Linked DNA regions of Gossypium hirsutum: region 1 is linked to region 2. Evidence: chromatin contacts called from public Hi-C data. All regions are on one chromosome and are shown on one strand. The core of a region is the stretch at or near the end of the contact, and the rest is flanking DNA. Distances in the headings are between cores, read along the strand shown. Region 1 holds the start of LOC107934234 (14-3-3-like protein A). Region 2 overlaps LOC107934236 (transportin MOS14).

Region 1 (2,793 bases), core at 13-2,512, 58 kb after region 2:
AGAATACATTTCATAGTATAAGCATTATCTAAGGTTCAACAAAAATGTATATCATAAGATGGATTTAAAAAGGCTTAAATTTGGCTAATCAAATCTCAAACACCGTTGAACTTCAACTTTGAAAATTGCTTTGTCCTAGACATAAATAAATATCATAATATGGATTTATAGGGTCTCAAATTTAGTTAGTCAAATTGTCAAAACCCAACTTTAAGAATTTGTTTTCACCTAATAATTTAAATTTCAAAAATAATAATAATAATAATAATAAAATTATTCTTAAAAAATGATTATTAATAACTTAAATTCTATGCGTCAAATTATAATAATATCGCACTTTCTTAAAATTCCTGAATTTACAGTTTGGAGTATATTATTTTGAGAACTTGGTTCCCCTAATTCAATAATCATATAACCTAAAGGGATATACCAAATGAAATACCACATTTCATACTACAAATATTGACAAAAATGAATATCATAAGATGAATTTATAAGAACTCAAAGTTGACTAATCAAATATTTCAAAAACACATGAAAAATTTGAAAAATTGTTTTTTTCTAATAACTCAAATTTCATACGAAATAATGAAAACTAAAAAATTGTGTCATGAAAAACAATTTCCGCTAAATTTTTGGGGTTAAAGTGTCGGAAAACATCATGCCCTCCTTGAATCTTTGGATTTATAGCTTAAATAGATTAATGCGGAAACCTAATCCTCATAGAATTAAACTTATATAATTTAATGGGATATACCAAAAGATAAATATAAAATATAAAAAATCATATAATTAAAATCATTGGAGGCTCGAAAAAATAGAATATCATAAGATAAATTTTTAGAGGTCTAAATTAACTAATTAAATTGGTCAAAAACACACGAAAAACAATTCTAAAAAGTCGCTTTCGTCTAAAATTAAGAGTGATGAAAGAAAAATGAAAATGAATTGAAATAAAAATTAAAAATGAGTTAGCAATTTTTAATTACATGCAAAACACTATTTTTATGTGAAAGAGCATAATTTACAAGATAAAAAACAAAAAAAAACTACCTAATAATTTCTACTCAATTTCATACCTAAACAAATATATCTATTCGATTTCATACCTTTTCAATAATTCAATATCATTTCAATATTTTTATTCTAAATTTCAATACATTATTTTGGATTTAATTTTTTTCAAAAATAAAAATACTACAATTTAAGATAAAAATACTAAATTAATATTAAATTATTGAAAAATAAATTAATAACATTGTATGTTAGTTTCATTCAATTTTCCTCTTAAATATGTACTAACTCGGCTCTCAGCTTCACAAGCCCAAAACTCCAAGGGAATCTCTGCTATCCACTACTTGTCGCCGTCTCATTGGACCACCCTCTCTTTCTCCCTTACTCTCTTTGATACTTTTTTTGTTTGTGTTTTTGGTGTAATCTTTGATACCCTTTTTATAAAAAAACCAGCCCTCTAGCTGTTCAGAGTTTAGTCTTCACTCCCTAGAATAATTTTCTCTTTCTCACTTCCACCAACGAAAAAGTCGTCGATCGGTACGTCACTCTTGGTCGTCGTTTTATTGATAATTTTGGATTTTATTTCTTTAATTTGAGATCTATAGGGTTTTAATTTTTATACGTTTCCCGATTTTGTTCTTAGATTTTTTATTAATGCAATGAATGGTTTTGTAGCTTCTTCTTTTTTCTTTTTGTTTTAATTTTATAGGTTTAGAATCAATCTGTTTAGGATTTGAGCTCTTCATTGCGTGATTTTCCTAATTAGGGATTCTTTTCTTCTTTGGTGGTCTGTTTGGTTCCTTGAAATTGGGGAAAAAAGAAATAGGAAATTTTGTTCCCAAGCTGTAGAGTAGAAAGTTCAGCTAACCAGAAATAACAGTTTGGATACTGAGGAACTGTTGGAAATTGGAATGGAGGATAGGAGCTAGTGCTGATGATTCATCTTACTCACAATTTGGATCCTTTTTTTTTGGATTATTAATTAAATGTAGGTTATATCTTTTGGTAGTAAGATTGGATCTAGAAGTTGGAAAATTTTGAAGAACCGAAGAGCTAAAAATTGGGGGGGGGGGGGTTATGTTTAGGATTGAGGAATGAGAATGTCTCGAATGATTGTTCTAGATGTGGATGCTCTTGTTTAGACCCATGATTTGGTTAGAAATGTTTGTATTAAAAAAAAAAGAGTAAATCTTGCTCTGTTCTCAGGATCACGTATTAGATTGATATTGTAAAGATGTCTCCAACTGAATCATCACGAGAGGAAAATGTTTACATGGCCAAGCTGGCTGAGCAGGCTGAACGCTATGAGGAAATGGTGGAGTTCATGGAGGAAGTTGCAAAAACTGTTGATGTTGAGGAGCTGACTGTTGAGGAACGGAACCTTCTCTCAGTGGCTTACAAAAATGTGATTGGGGCAAGGAGGGCGTCTTGGAGGATCATCTCTTCCATTGAGCAGAAGGAAGAGAGCAGAGGAAATGAGGATCATGTTGCACAACTAAAGGAGTATAGGGGTAAGATTGAAGCTGAGCTTAGCAAGATCTGTGATGGGATTTTGAGCCTTCTTGAATCTCACCTCATTCCTTTGGCCTCATCTGCTGAGTCGAAGGTGTTCTACCTTAAGATGAAGGGTGATTATCACAGGTATCTTGCTGAGTTTAAGACTGGTGCTGAGAGGAAGGAAGCTGCCGAGAGCACTTTGTTGGCTTACAAGTCTGCTCAGGTGGGTCAATTGCTGATGCAGTCTTGTCAGTATGAGTTATTTTCTCTATAATTCCTTAA
Region 2 (2,937 bases), core at 334-2,833:
GAGAATGGGCTGTTGTATCTTCTTCTGCTCGAGATATGGGGTGCTCCCAGTCGTCTCGAATGCACTGGCTTTCAATTATTATTTATTTTAATTTTGGGTGAAAAGGCCTTGGTGTTGGTATACAGTGTTGTAAGTTTAGTTTTGTAATGGTTAGAAGGTGAAAGACGGATTTTTTTCTGCATTTGCATGTTTCTCTGCATGTTAAGTACACCAGAACGATCTTCTTCGCCATGCATTATTATTGTATCCTTACAACCAATCATTTTATAATCAGCTTTAGATCTGAAACAATTCTTATATCCAATGATTAAAAAGTCGGACATTCGAAAATCGCCTTGGACCGCTCGGTGACTTGTACGATTCTCTCATTTTCCTGATTTTTTACCAAAAAATATAGATACTGAAATAAGAAACATTATAAATTGAGGGATCAATTTTTCATTATCTAATTAATCTCGGTTTGCTGAATTAATTTAAAGATAAGTTATTATTAGATTGACATTTACTCTAGGATAGTTAATTATATGTTTTGGATTAATGTTATAAACTAATTAATTAAATTAAGTTGAGTATTATTTGATAAACTAAAAGGTTAAGTGTTGAACATTTTCTAATACAAAATTTTATAGGTTTTAAATTTATATTATAAATTTGTTGTGTTAATAAAAAGTGTAAAATACACTTATTAGAATTTTTTTGTTATCTAATTATAAAAAGTTACAAAGTGGTTGCTTAATTATTGATAAATTTCTTTCTTGATCACCCAACTATCAAGAGTTATAGAATGGTTACATAACTCTTGAATATTTTTTTATCACTAACAGACGTAAAAATGAAAACACTTGAAATAGTTGGGTAGCTAAGGCAATAACTTTGTAACTTTTTATAGTTGAATGACCAAAAAGAAATTTATTGATAGTTGGGCAATCACAAATGTAGTTTACCCTAATAAAATTAAGTACCACATATAATGTTGTTTAATAATAATAAATCTTAATTTTCGAAAATTATTTATTTCATAATTTTAATGTTATTGATGTAATAATTTATATTATTTTAGAGATTTTGGATAGAAATTAAATATAAGAATTTGAATATTTTACTAACAAAACTAACAAGATAATTTATTTTGAATATAATTTTTTTAATCTTTTCAACTTTTAAGTGATAAATAGTTATTTATTTACTTAATTCATTCAACTATTTTTTTTGAAAATTTTGAATTAAATAAAAAATTATGATGGTTATCAAACTCATAAAAATTAAATGTTAAAAATTTCTTTTCAATGAAAAACAAATTCAATGATTTATCGAATGCCTTTAATTAATTTAGGATATCTTAGGATTGCATTGGGTTGTTGGATATAATTTAGATATAGTTTAGATATATAATTAAATTAATTTGGTGTATAATAATTTGAGTTAAGTCTTAGTTAGATTAAAACTAATTCATTTCTAGTTCAAATAGCAATTTGGTCCTAATTTAATTTTAAAATGAGCAGTTGATTGACAAGCTGTGGGCAGCTCGAGAGGTCCCCAGGTGGGACGACCCTACCCATTTGGGCAATGAAGCTCAATCCATAGTCCACATGGATCATGAACGTCACAATCCGAATGACCCACCAGAAAATAGCAACCAGTCGGTCGTGTCCCAGAATACTCAAGGCAACAACAACGCTTCCTCGGTGGAGCGACTCAAGGCATTCAATATAAAAATGCTATAGGAAATGGAGGCAAAGTAGATGAATCCATTTGGAACTATTCCAGTGAGCCACTCGTTCCTGAGGTATTAGCCAATCATATCTTAGCTTCTTTCATGTTCCCGAAATTCATATTCAATGGCTCAAGAGACCTAGAAGGCCACTTAGCTCGTTATAACAATCACATGAAAATTCTTAGGGCCTTTAACAGTATCATGTCTAGAGCATTCTTCATGACCCTCTCTCAAACGGCTCGACAGTGGTACCTATCAGTACTTGAGGATCCATTCACTCCTTCGAGCAATTACATGGGCAATTAATGAGCTGCTTCCTGGCCAACAAAACACTTCAACAGTCTCCCGCTTATCTGATGACCATATGCCAAGGGGTGAATGAATCCCTCCGAGATTATGTTCGTAGTTTCAGTGCAACCACTATGATAACAATGGGGGGTTACAGATTAAGGGGTCATCCACTCCTTTGCTGTCGGGGCCACCCACCAACATTTGAGGTACATCATTATTGGGAATCAACCGAGCAATTTATCCGCGTTGTATGAAATGGTTCACAAATTTTTGAAAGGTGATGAAGTAGAAAGAGCTCGTGCCAACTCTTTTGTGTCCACCATCCAGCAGTCTAATCCTCCGCGTCGTTCCCCTCCACAACGTTCTCAAGGCTATCAGCAGCCAATGACCCATTCTAGGGTAGGCAACATGGAGCATAGGCAATACAACCCTTCAAATCAGAGAGATCGACAAAGGGTTAATAATGTCCATGCCTCTGACTGTTCAGGACCCATCCAGGGGAACAAGGTTGGCTAAGATCAAAGGTTCCGGGCACCTTACAATCAATATAGAACTTACCATGAACTCACCTGCTCTCTAGCCCAGATATTCGATCAGATCGAGTACCAAGGTATTTTGTAAATGCCACCCCAGCTAACACCTAGCCAGGATCGCAATAACTCAAACCATCACTATATATATTACAATGCTCTTAAGCACCACACAAAGCATTTTGTACATTTGAAGAACATAATAGAATTGGCAATCCGAAAAGGGCAATTAAAACAATAGCTGCCCTAGGAACCATATCAACTGAACATGACTTATGATGAAGAAGCAAGGCTATCCGGACTACGTCGAGATGATAAGGGTAAACATCTTGTTAGGGACATAATTGATATACTAGTTGGAAGCAAGCATGTAGAATGGGTAACCTCTAATTCCAAACAGAA

The links. Hi-C and Micro-C count contacts between places; a contact is called where the count stands out from the background.
Region 1: a contact with region 2 is called in a Hi-C map of leaf, with 2.3 times the contacts expected there. The contact joins the promoter of LOC107934234 here to the enhancer-like site in region 2. A contact is called at or near these places in 11 of 34 Hi-C or Micro-C datasets (callus, leaf and petal).

Annotation. Positions count from the first base shown.
Region 1 is chrA07:10,198,989-10,201,781 of Gossypium_hirsutum_v2.1, forward strand. LOC107934234 (14-3-3-like protein A) reads left to right here and starts at 1,263. Exons shown (of 5, transcript XM_016866611.2): 1 at 1,263-1,551; 2 at 2,221-2,734. The coding sequence starts at 2,249.
Region 2 is chrA07:10,140,933-10,143,869 of Gossypium_hirsutum_v2.1, forward strand. LOC107934236 (transportin MOS14) reads left to right here. Exons shown (of 27, transcript XM_016866612.2): 27 at 1-181. Among protein-coding and RNA genes, the nearest start is that of LOC107934236, 20 kb to the left of the region's middle. Within about 2 kb of position 1,584, at least 7 of the 9 cell types and tissues checked have an H3K27ac peak or open chromatin away from gene starts, as enhancers often do. A contact at or near this core is called in leaf, where this site is marked.